3 separate regions of the Canis lupus genome follow, and all the other regions are linked to region 3. Evidence: chromatin contacts called from public Hi-C data. All regions are on one chromosome and are shown on one strand. The core of a region is the stretch at or near the end of the contact, and the rest is flanking DNA. Distances in the headings are between cores, read along the strand shown. Region 1 overlaps MBNL2 (muscleblind-like protein 2). Region 2 has its middle 92 kb from the start of OXGR1. Region 3 holds the start of MBNL2 (muscleblind-like protein 2).

Region 1 (4,187 bases), core at 75-2,574, 120 kb after region 3:
AGTGAAACTATTTTGCAAGCTCCTTTGGCTTTCACAAGCCTTGACTGTCACTTCAGTGACCGTTCATAGAACATCACTGATGGTTGGGATGCCCAGCACCACTTAAATATATTGACTTTGGAATTAGAGCTTCAAAGGAAAATAACTTACAATTTTACTAGTAATTCTGCCCTGCTAATGATATAAGTATTATATCTATATATTATTCATGTCATCTTATGTTATTGATATTCAGGGCAGAATTAAGAATACTCTTTAAATTTTCTTTATATAGTAAACTTTTGATCCACCAGAATTCTTAGAGGATGGAGCATTCTAGTTACTCCAGACCTAAGGATAACTGAGGACTAAAAAAGCAACGGCAACACATCGGCACTTCAAACTCTATTTCCACTTCCCTCCACTTATTTCTATCTCTTCCCATATTTCTCTCCTTTTTATCTTTCTGTCTGTGCTGTCATAAGTAATAATATAGTGACCCGAAATGCAAGTTCCAATGCCTTAGATGTAGTAGTTCTGACTTAACATACTAAGCATAAGTTATCTTTGTGGAGTGAGGGGTCCTAGGGGAAAACAGGAGTGTTCAGATTCACCCCACCCACTTCCCATCCTCCAACGAGGAGGAACAAGTTTATTTCCCCCAATTCTTTCTGGAGTTGTACAGCTTGGCCCTGGGGGCTTGAACTGTGATGATACCATCCCTCCGTGCAAAACAAACGAACAAACAAACAAAAACAAAACTTAGGGCATCCCAGAGTTGTCAGGGGAGGAGACAATCTGGATTTGCATTTAGGTGTCCAAATTATATACTCGCATATAGGTTCATATACACATAGATCGTGTCCTCATTGTTGTATCTGAAACAGATACAGAGATATGCACACCAGCCACAGATAAAGGGAGGCTTTGTTGATTTTCATGTCGGCTCGACTGCAGACTTTGACTTAGTCTTCTCAACACAGAGTCTCACTCCAGAAAAGAGGGCGCAGCAAAACTCACATTAGCCTGCCAGGGATTCTGGTTGAGTTCTGGACAATATCACATCTTTATGGAAAGGGCCCAAAAGCCACCACGACAAGGAAGGAAAAGCACTTACTCCTTTCTGTGCTTTTGTGTTAGCATAAAAGGCTGCGCCTGCGGAGGCAGCTGCAGGCGCCCATCAGGCTTTCTCGTGCATCGTCCGCTCTTCTTCTCCCCCGTGTCCTAGGTATGCAGGGAGTTCCAGCGAGGAAACTGTGCCCGGGGGGAGACCGACTGCCGCTTTGCACACCCCGCAGACAGCACCATGATCGACACAAACGACAACACCGTAACCGTTTGTATGGATTACATAAAGGGGCGTTGCATGAGGGAGAAATGCAAATATTTTCACCCTCCTGCACACTTGCAGGCCAAAATCAAAGCTGCGCAGCACCAAGCCAACCAAGCGGCGGTGGCCGCCCAGGCAGCCGCGGCCGCGGCCACAGTCATGGTAAGTGGGGCGCGCCCGCCGCGCACCTTCCTCCGCCCGGGCCCGGGGAGCCGCGGGCGCCCCGCGGGATCCAGACGCTGCCCCAGCAGGCGGGAACTAGGGAAGGCTGCCATTCCTGCTGCTCCGCTGCCTAAGTTCTGTTGTCGTTCGCCCCGTTTTGTTTGGTTCGGTTTGGTTCCCCCCCCTCCTTCCCTTCTGCAGCACAATAGGTAAATCCCTGAGGCGCAGGGACACCCCGCCCCTCGCCCCTCGCTCCTCCTCCCCCCCTCCTCCTCCTCCCCCTCCTCCTCCTCCTCCTCCTCCTCCTCCGCCTCCTCCTCCTCCTCCTCCGAGCTGTCCACCGGGAGCCCGGCGCCCCCGCGCCCAGGCCGGGGGAATAAATGCAGCCGAGCCCTGCTGCTGAGAGCCCGGGGCAGGGGCGCCTCGGGGCGCAGCCCCCAAGCTCAGAGGCTGGCGACAGGGACCCGTCCCTCCCCACCCCTGCTCCTCCCACTCTCCTTCCAACTTTCTCCCTCTAAATGAACTTGTGTGCAGAACATCAAGCCATGAAACGGATGGAAAGCGGAGCTGTCCTGACCGGTGCCTTAAACCGGGGAGGGGGGGGGGGGCTGTAACCCAGCCTGGAGTCCCTGAGTCACTGCAGTGTCGCTTAGAGACCACCTGCCGCCGCCTGCCCCTACTCCTCTTCCCGCTCTTGCTCCTCCTCCCCCTCCTCTCCTCCTCTATCCTCCTGCTGCTCCTCCTCCTCTTGCTCCTCTCCCTCCTCTTCTTCCTTATCCCTGGGGAGCCTGTTTCCAGCTCCAGACTCTCAGGCCCCCCACCCCAGACCTTGGCGATCAGAATTCTGATTTTAAAATATCCTCAGGTGTTATGTATGCACATTAACAGTCCTGCAAGCACCTGCCTACAACCCTGGTTTCTCAAACTTGGCTGTATTTTGGAATTACCTGAAGGGTCTCAAAAGGTTCCAACGTCAGCCCCCTTCCTCCAAAATTTCTTATTTAATTGGTCTGGGTGTGGCCGGGGCAGTGGCCTTTTTTTGGAAGCTCTCCTGGGATTCCCACGTGCAGCACAGTTTGAGAACCATCACACTAGGTAGTAGAAATTGCTAATTAATTTGCTTTAACATGAGATCTCTGGCTTATCAGGAACCTGTTATAATATATAGTAGACACTGTGCATTCATCCATTCATTCGTTTACTGATTCATTCAAAACATGTAATGAGACCTGCCATGCATCAGGCACACTTGCTAGATGGTATACAGAAACTAAGCAGGTTTTCTTGCCCTAACTGCTGTGTTGATCGTTAGGTATGGAGCACACATTTTTGCCATTGCACTGGCATGGAAACCCAGGTACCCAGATACCCATCATACCTGGGTACCAAGGATATCCCGCAAGGCTAGTCCGGATTCTGGCTACAAGAGACAAAAACCCAACGGAAATGGTTTATATTAAAAATTTGGACTTCGTGTGGTGCCCTCCAAAGGGAAAAGTAGTCCAAAAGATGGTAAGGGTGTCCGGATTCAGAAACTGAAAAACCAGTAGGGTTCTCTTGTTTTTCTCTTTTCTGCTTCTCTTGGCATATCAGCTCTATCTTCTAAGACTAGGTTCTCCAATGCAACATTGACCACGAATCTGAACATCTTTGGATACACATTCTTATGTCTTTTGACAAGAGAGAAAACAGCATCTTCTACATTGGTTCTAATTCTACAAGAAACAAACAAACTAAATAATTAAAGGTCATTCTGGTGGCTCTCCTCATGGTTAGAATAACAGCACGCTATGATTGGCTCAGCCTAGGTCACAATAGCCATCTCTGGCCACAGGGGTATAAGATGAGGTCCTGGGAGTATGAAAAAAATTAGCCCCTACACCTCAAATACCTGTTGACACAACAAACCACTGGTACTAATCGTGACCTGGGACCTGAGCCCTGAATTTATCTGAGCTTTGATTGTATCTGCCTGTTTATGAGAAGTGCCAACTCTAACATCCATGATCAATATGTACCTCAGTCATCGAAGGAACAATGCACATGGTATATGTCCATGGTGGGTGACCTGGGTTGATAGGGATAAGAGAAAAAATGGCCACTGACACAAACACCTCATTCCTTAAGAGGAATTTTAAAATCAAGACTGTGGGGGCACTTACTGGCTCAGATGGTTCAGCATCTGCCTTTGGCTCAGGTCATGATCCAGGAGTTCTGGGACCCAGCCCCTCATTGGGCTCCCTGCTCAGCAGGAGTGTGCTTCTCCCTCTCACTCTGTGCACACTCACTCTATCTCCCTCTCTCTCAAATAAGTAAATGAAATCTTTAAAAACAATAAAAATAAATCAAATCAAGACTGTACTCCTCTGTATGCCCTGCTGCGTGCCCTTCTGCTCATTTTCACATCATACCCATCAAGATGCGTAGAGGTTATTACCGTGGATGTCAGTATATTTAGTTACCATAGTTCCCTGGATTGTTATACTGTGCCCAAATTTGGAGTTCTGATATTTCAGGGAATCTTGCAACATCGTCAAAGACAACCCAAAGGAATACAGTTTCAGAACAAAAGCCAGCTTCTTTCTGACAATGACATGAAAATTATTGAATCTGTCATGTCTTTTTAGTTGAAGTGAGAGGCTTATTTGAACCAGCCTAGATGCAGTTGGATAAAGTCAAAGTATTCTTACTCTAGTGGCAAGATTACTCAGTACAC
Region 2 (4,328 bases), core at 904-3,403, 99 kb before region 3:
GGACAAGACATTGCAATATTTCCATAGTGGTCGGTGTTTCCCCTCACTCCCAGAGGGTTCTCCTGCTGCCCAGTCATCCATGCTCCAGTTCCGGGACACCCCAAGCCTTCCCATGATCCAGAATCTAAGGGGTTAAGGCTGGCACACGAGGGTCTCCAGAAACAGAGGCCAGCATCTATTCTGATTGATCAGTGCCTGTATCATACTTGTTAACTATTTTGAGCATCAGCTCTTAAAGCTTTCCTTCAGATCTTTTTTCTAAATGATAAAGTCAGTGTTTTCTTGAGAAAGCAAAATGTACTCCTCGAGAGTAAGCCATCAGGGAAATATGCCGCCCTCTAGGAAAAACGTGCCTCTGCTCAGCCTTCTTTGGGAAGACATCGCCTTTGAACCTGGGTCGCAAGAATGAAAGGAACTAGCACCATTGCCTGCACTCTCTTGCTTGGCTGCCCAGGGACAAGGACACACAATGGTCAAGCAGCTGGTGAAAATAGGAAGCACACTGCGTGGCCCAGCAGTGCTGTGTGTGTTCACTGCTGGAGCTGGTCTCTACGTCTTAAACACATATGGCTTAGAAAGACTTACAGAGGGGCCTTTTAGGCCAAGGCAGGCTTGTCCCAGACTCCTGCAAAGAAATCGGTTTCTCCCTCAAAATGGAACACTTCCTTCCATTAGGCTGTAGGGTCTTTCGTATTCTGTGTGTAACAGCTTCCACTCCTCCTAGTTCTTGCTGAAGTGATTTCAGAGTTAATAACACATCTTGCCAGAAGAGTCTCAGGACCCAGGAAGGAAGCAGAAGAGATTTTCCAGTCTTTGCTTCAGTCAGGAGGGGACTACAGACATCATAGATGGATGGGATCCATCCAGAGCCTCTCAGAAACAGCTTCTGCCGTGTCACTCAGTTCCTTAACCCAGAGGTTGCTGACCCCTGCTCTCGGAAAGTTCTCTGGGATGCTTAAGGAATGTGTTGTTGGAGCCCATTTTTCTTCTGTTTGGCCTCCAACAGAAGCAGAGGTTAGCTGTCAGAATGGCGGGTGTGCTGGTCCTTCGAGCTCCAGCTTTCTTGCCTCCCCAACTCCTTCCTTTATCTGGAGTCCTTGGTCAAATGAGAAAGGTTCCACACTCCAGTCGTGAGCAGTGACTGCCACATGGCCCTTTCCATATCGGCCCTCCGATCCCTTGTGCATGGCCATGTCTTTGACTACTTGGCAAAGGTGTGTTTTCCAAGCAGAACTCCTTCCCTCTTTCTGGATTCTACAGACTTCCACACAGTCCCTCACTTGACCGTGCCCAGATGGCGATTGGTCAGAGCCTCCCAGGGCATTAGCTGTTTGCTGGCTACATTGTCTTTGGATTAAGTTCCAGTAGTAAGCTAACAAGTGTTTTGTAACCAGCTGTCTGAGGAAAAAAACCAAAAGGCCCTGATTCGTGTGTGGCATTTGCCAGTTTCTGTGGTGTAAATACTCCTTCCGTGCCAATTTTGAGCCGCTGACATGAACCCCCTGAATGCAGAGTTAGGGAAAGATGTGCCCACTTCTTCCTTGCAAGCTGGCACGTACAGGCTGGCTCTAGCACATCATGGAAGTAATCACCTTTTCAGGAGAATATGACCATTGATATTTTTTCATGTCCCATCCTGCATCTTGTTTCTATCTACATCTAATCCCATTGGACATACCAATCCTTCAAGCCGGTGGTTTCCAAACTGTTTTCTGGCCAGAGGTCTTTATGTTTGTATCAGTAAATAAAGTACATAAAAGCAATGCCAGCCCGGATGAGGGTTTAGGAGGGGTTTTAGGCTCTATGATATCCTATAGCTACGGGGACTGCACCGTTTAGTGTTTTTGATCATTTGAAACAATCAGAATTATATGGAAAATATTACATAGCTCTTGACATGTGATTGTTTTCTTGAACTCTCTGGAAGAGATTGAAATGAACGATGATTCTAGTCCACTTGGAACCACTTGTAAAGCCCATTGCTTTTGGCTAGGAGGGGCTCTCAGGAGCCCTATTAATCAGCATACCGATAATGACCTCATATGAGCTGCAGGACAGGCCGTTGCAGTGGGAGCCCCTGCTCTACCAGGATGCCTAATTTAAGTGTTTGTCTGCAACTCTGAATGTTCTCTGGCTTCAGCTGTCTGCCCAAAACCGAGAGCTATGAGTCACACCACTTAACTGGCCTGCGGGTTTTCAGTTCTGCTTTTTTCTCAGTCAATACCTTTCTCTGTCTCTTGTTTTCTCTCTCTCCAGGTTTTCTCACAGTATTATTTCATGTAAGTTAGATAGCCCTAAGAGATTCTTTTATATATTTCCCTCCCAACAGAGTGCTTTAATTTTTATTAATCTGTCACACGATGTAAATCATAATTTCATGGAGATATACCATTTGATCTTAATGGACTCATGATTCTAGCAAATGATGATGGGAGATATCATTGTTTTGATGGGAGAAATAGGCTTGGAATTGCCTGAGATTTCAAGAATCAAGTTATTAATAAAGTTATAAAAATTCTGAATCAGGAGAGAAGCCTGTGAAGATAGAAGAGAAATCACAGGAAGGTTCTATCTGCAAACCCTACATCTCTCTCTGACTATCCCTGCATCATGTTAGATTGAAGGGTTCTTCTAGCTCTACTTCTTCCTGACATACTCAGATATGAGAGCAGAAGTGAGTTGTAAGAGTCACATAGAAATGCTCTGAATTGTCTTCAGGCCAAGTGGTGGATGGAAGCAGCAATCCCATCACCTATGCTGCAGGAAGCATGCACGTACAAAAGCTTAAGGCTTTAACGTAAAGCTACCAAAATGAAGTGCTGATTATTGAACTTCAGACATCAAATTTGTTGAGGAAATAAGACTAGGGGACATACAACGTGGCACAATGTGTCACACACATTAACTTTCATTTATGCATAAGACCTATCTTGATGGTCCATGGAATGGGGAAGACCAACCCAACCCACATCCCCATCTTTAGTGAATTACTGGGCCTCTCCATTTAGACATCCTAATGGCTTCACTTTGAACAAGCCCAAAACAGAACAACTCAAATCCAACTTCTAGTCTGGGTTCAAGTAGTATCTCAATTAGTAGTATCATTCACAAGGTTACCCAGATCACAAACCAGGGAGTCCTGTTTGGTCTCCTCCTCCCTACTATCCACTGAGTTATCAACTTCCTTTTCAATGCCTCACATTTCTACTGCTTTCCTTCTAGTTCCAACATCACTGCCCTACTTCAGACTATTCTAATCTTTTCCTGGTCTGGAATAATTTTTTTATTCATAAAATTCTCTCGATAACTATCATTTGAATGTCTGGGTTGCTATAAAGCCTTCCTCCTAACTTGATGGCCCCTGGTTGGTTATGCTTTCTGTCTCCCATTTATGTTCCAGACTCCAGTGAAAGTTCTTAAAAAAAAAAAAAAAAAAGATTTTATTTAATCATTTTGAGAGAGAAAGAGAGACAGTCAGCAGGGGGAGGGGCAGAGGGAGACAGAGAGAGAATCTCAAGCAGACTCCATGCTGAGCACAAAGCCCCATGTGGGGCTTGATCTGTCAACCCTGAGATCGTGACCTGAGCTGAAATCAGCTGGGTGGCTCAGTTGGTTAAGTCACTGAGCACAGCCACCCAGATGCCCCTCTAGTGAAAGTCATAAACAGAACATGGCTTGATTGTTTCAGGAGGTCATCACATGGCACATGTGGTATTCCCCCCCATGTGGCTTGTCTTTTCCTATGTGGTCCCACACACCCATCAAGGCATCCTTCCATTTGGCTGTGTCTGTGGAGTCTACCGGACTTTGCTTCCCAGCATCAATCCCACCCAGAATCAGCCTTACCAAGTTTCTGGGTCAGCCTTACCAACTCATTTCAGGATCACATCTCCACCAGCAAGTAGGATATTATTAGTGTTTCTTACTTAGATCTTGTGTCAGATCACCTCTTTCCCCATTCTGTGCTCTTCCAGAATCGCATGGGCTATAAAATGTGGAAACTACATTTCTCAGAAGGTTTTTCAGAAGTTTCCTACTTAGATTGTACCAAAGGGAAAATCTCAAGTAAGATTTGATAGTAGAGAAGAAGTTGATATCAACATTGTTCCTGTAACAGCAGCAGGCAGCTTTGGAGGCTCTGACCATGGCTTCCAGGACTCCCGTAGTCACCTGTAATGCTGTTACAGGCATCTGAAATCACTGACCAAAAGTTTCCCAAAATTCCTGCACATACTCATTCCCTAAATTCTAAAAGCAGCTTTTACTGACCTTTGTTCCCTTCCTCTCCCAGGGGTTTTGCGCGCCCTTAACTCTCTGCATGGAATCTT
Region 3 (3,937 bases), core at 1,436-3,935:
TTGGTGATGACCTGCTTTCAGGCTTGCCGACGACTGCCTTCTTGCCGTGTCCTCCCTTGGGTGAGAGAGAAGGAGAAAAGATCTCTCTCACTGATGTCTTTTCTTATAAGGGCACTAATTCCATCATGAGGGCTCCACCCTCATGACTTAATTATCTCCCAAAGACCTCATCTCCAAATATGTCCACAATGGGCCTTAGGGCCTTAACACAGGAATTTGGAGAAGACACAGCAACTTCCATAGCAAAGATTTTGAGCAGAGGAATGTAGAATAATCAGACTTCTATTTTCAAATTCTTATTTTCACTGATGTGTAGGAAAGGGCCTGAAGGAGTCAAGAAGATATGCAGGAAGCGAGCTAAAAGTCTGTTTTCATAGTCATGGTGAAAGACACTGATAGCTTGGACCAAACTTGCATTGGTGGAAACGGGAGTGAAGTGAAACATTTCTAAATATTTAGGTGCCGAAACTGACAAGCTTGAATGATGGATTTCATGTGGTGTTTGGGGAGAGAGGATCAAGAACGACCATCAGGTTTTTGGATATGATACCAATTCTTGAGACCGGAATCATGAAATCAGCAAGTTTACTCATGGCATGTCGCTAGATACGACGGAGATGTAGAAATAGCAATGAGTAGCCATCATTTAGCACACACTGATCCTGGGCCAGCCACTGTATAGATGTTTTAAGTATATTATCTTAATATACTGTGCAATCCTTGCTTTCTGAGGTGGGGAGATCATCTCATCATTAGGGGTTTAATGGTCTGGCAAAATGAACAGTGCAGTGTGCTTTCAAAAGAGATGAACATCAGAGAAGGTGATGTGAAGAGAGAAGGAAGCCCTGACAGAGGAAAGAGGATGCAAGCTAAGGTCTAAAGGTTGAATAAGATTTTGTTAAGTGAAGCTCTTGGGAGTCAGGTCTGGGGATAGACTGCTAGAACCAGGTCTCAGAGAAATAAGCATGACTCCATCAGAAAGTTCACTTAGGAAAACAGTATAGAAGAGGTTGAATAGAAAGAGTGGAGCCAGATTATGAAAATCCTTGAAAGTCTGTAATCTGGATTTTAAAAGAGAAGACCTTGAATATGAAAGGAACATGACTTTACATGACAGGAAAACCTGTCCCGTCACAGGGACATCTTGAACATGGGAAGGCTTGAGTCCCAGAGGCCAACTTACCAGCATTTGTATTATCCAGGTAATAGGTTGGAGTTCTGAACTAGTCCAGAGGAAAAGTCAGTGAGACCTCGTTTCATTGGCGAAGGTCGGAGAATGAGTCAAAGATGACTAAAATTTCAGGAGTGAAATGAAGGGAATGGTAGTCTTGTAGTCTGAATCAGGGAGACCAGAAAGACCAGAAAGAGGAGATTCATAAACCTGTGACTGTCCATTTGCATAATATTATAATATTAGTGTAGTCTAGAATAGTATAATATTTAGTATATGGATAGCTAGAAATAATTGTCTGCCTGTTTGACCACAGAGATTATTTAAATTATCAGTAAAAATTATAGTAGACAAGAGCCTAAAAGTTATATATGATGGATTTACATTGGGATGAAAACTGTTGTAACCATCATTATAAGTATAAAATCCGAGGGGAATAAAGCATGGTAGTCTATTGAAGAAATAGCCTATATGTCATATGATATGTTGCGTTTTTAAACTGCAGTTAGCAAAATCAAAGGAAACCACTACCTTCCACTTCAACTCTTACCTCATTGCAAATGCATTGAGCAGTTGCTGATAAACAATAGTGTGTTGGTTCAAGCTTTCAGATGAATGGGGCTTTGTTCCTGGTTTGGTATAGTCATGGAGTCATGACACTTCATTTTTTATTTTTTTTATTTTTATTTTTTTGACACTTCATTTTTTTAAATTCAAAAGTGTAAGGAAAATGCATGCTTTTTGTGTTTTCCAAATGCCATATGGGTTTTTTTTTTCAGAGCATGCAGCAGTACTGTTGACTGGGGAAAAAATAAATAAATAACCCACACTAACCTTTCCATTTGTCTTTTCCTTTTTTATCTCAGGGAACTTCGGCACCTCTAGACAACCTTTGGGGAGCGGCACCTGACGGTGCCCCTTGGATCCATGTGCCGTGTGCGTTGTGCTGTGAATACCTCCCTGTAGTCACTGCTTCATTAGTGACAGTATGGACCAATGCACAGTATTTATCAAATGGTACCTGAGGTCCCTTAGGATTAGAGGGAAGCACACCTAATCCTCTCAGGGGTGCCTGCCAACAGGACAAAAGGGTAATGTGTGCATATCGGATGCATTGTTCAGAGTTCCCTAACTGAAGACCCCAGCGGTGGAAAAACTTAGCTGAAAGCTGTGCGGGCTACAGCAATTAACCACTGCAGTAACAGATGTTCTACAGGGAAACCGTGTGCGAGGGGGTTAAGCATGTTTTGATTTTGAATATGCACTTGGGCTAACACATCCTTCCCCCTAATGGAAATCATCTGGAGGATGCTCTGGAAGGCATTCCTTCCCACGGCCGACGTGGAATTGTTTCTCCTTGAAAAACAAATACATGCTTTGTCGACTGGGAGAATGACTTGGGTTTCCTGTGCAACCTGGCTCTCTCTTGAATCTGCGGAGTTGGTCTTTTCCAAAGTATTTACGGTGCAGCCGCAAGCAAGCTTAGGGCTGGCTGTCTTCAAGGGTGTTTTCTCCAGCTACCCCTCTCTCGGCTCTGCCAATTATGTGCCACTTTGTCTTGGTGCTATGATTGCTTTCTTCTGAGAGGGAAATTCCTCTTTCATCAGTATGGATGCACTGTTTTCACACACTGCAAGCGCCGTGTTGCTGTGTCAGTCATCCTATGAGGACCAGTTTCGGAGGAGCAGGGCTGACGAGCTGGCTGCGGATTGGCGGCCCAGCGCTGGGAGGGCCCTGCCGGGAGGAAGGGCTGCAGCTTACAGCAACAGAGTTTAGACTGTCTTTGCTTCATCATCTGAAGGCAAAATTTTCCAGATACGGCAGACGGCTCGCAGAGTACAATACACAGGGAATGAGGACTATTTACATGGAAATTTCTTCCTCATGATGCAGCGGAGAAGCCTCGGCCGCCTGATTCTTCCAGATGTTCCCGGGGTTACTGTAAAAGGGAAAAAGAGGGACAGCTAAACAGGGTAAGAGAATCACCCCCCCCCCTTTTTTTGAATGTTTAAAGAGTTTGCTGCAGTATGCTGCATTCCATGTGTGTTGCTCAGGGAAGCCAGGGAAACCGGATTCCACTAATTCAAATGTAATACTTGCAGGGGACTCTGGAGTTTTACGTAACATTCGGATTTGGGGAAAAAGAAATGGCAAAGCTTGACTCTATGCCGCCTGTCTGGGGGTGAGGCATAAAACGAGTTTTTATTCGGAGAATAGATCTGTTTATCATTCCAAAGAACCATTTGAATTCTGGGGAGCGAGCTTATTTTCTTGCTATCGAAAATTTTCACACTGCCGTAGTTAACTCCCGAATAAATAAAGTTTACGTGGACCCTGTTCTTTGAAAGGGGGCTTGTAATTAAGAAGAAAAAGAAAACTTCGTGGCCGATAATCATCGGTCGGGTGTTCGGCTGAAAATACGTCTCTTTATTAGAAATTAGGGAGCTACCTCGCTCTGTAATGCCAGGGCTTTGAGTTTCCAAAGCACATTTTTTAACAAGCTAGCGAGAAGAGGTAGCTTTCTGACAAGTTTTCGATACTGTAGTTCAATGTTTACATTTCTTTTTCTGGCATGTCTGAGCCTTTGTTTCCAGCTTAAAAGTGGAACCATTATATTCAAAAGTAAAGCTAGGTTAATAATGCTTACTGCAATTATCTGATCTTTATGCATTTTTAATGAGAACACACAGCCAGCAGAATAATTTAATGAGGGCAGGCTAGCTTTTAAGGCTGTGTCTTCGCTATGCCGAACCATATCAACTTTCT

The links. A called contact is a pair of places that touch in the nucleus more often than the background predicts.
Region 1: a Hi-C map of amygdala shows a contact between it and region 3, with 5 times the contacts expected there. The contact joins the enhancer-like site here to the promoter of MBNL2 in region 3. A contact is called at or near these places in 2 of 9 Hi-C or Micro-C datasets (amygdala and skin fibroblasts).
Region 2: a Hi-C map of blood shows a contact between it and region 3, with 2.2 times the contacts expected there. The contact joins the enhancer-like site here to the promoter of MBNL2 in region 3. A contact is called at or near these places in 3 of 9 Hi-C or Micro-C datasets (amygdala, blood and skin fibroblasts).

The regions. Positions count from the first base shown.
Region 1 is chr22:47,846,552-47,850,738 of UU_Cfam_GSD_1.0, forward strand. MBNL2 (muscleblind-like protein 2) reads left to right here. Exons shown (of 10, transcript XM_038569890.1): 5 at 1,208-1,471. Among named protein-coding and RNA genes, the nearest start is that of RAP2A, 90 kb to the right of the region's middle. Within about 2 kb of position 1,325, at least 3 of the 20 cell types and tissues checked have an H3K27ac peak or open chromatin away from gene starts, as enhancers often do.
Region 2 is chr22:47,626,463-47,630,790 of UU_Cfam_GSD_1.0, forward strand. No RefSeq gene overlaps it. Among named protein-coding and RNA genes, the nearest start is that of OXGR1, 92 kb to the left of the region's middle. Within about 2 kb of position 2,154, at least 4 of the 20 cell types and tissues checked have an H3K27ac peak or open chromatin away from gene starts, as enhancers often do. A contact at or near this core is called in blood, where this site is marked.
Region 3 is chr22:47,724,933-47,728,869 of UU_Cfam_GSD_1.0, forward strand. It overlaps MBNL2 (muscleblind-like protein 2), which reads left to right and starts at 2,686. Exons shown (of 10, transcript XM_038569890.1): 1 at 2,686-3,144.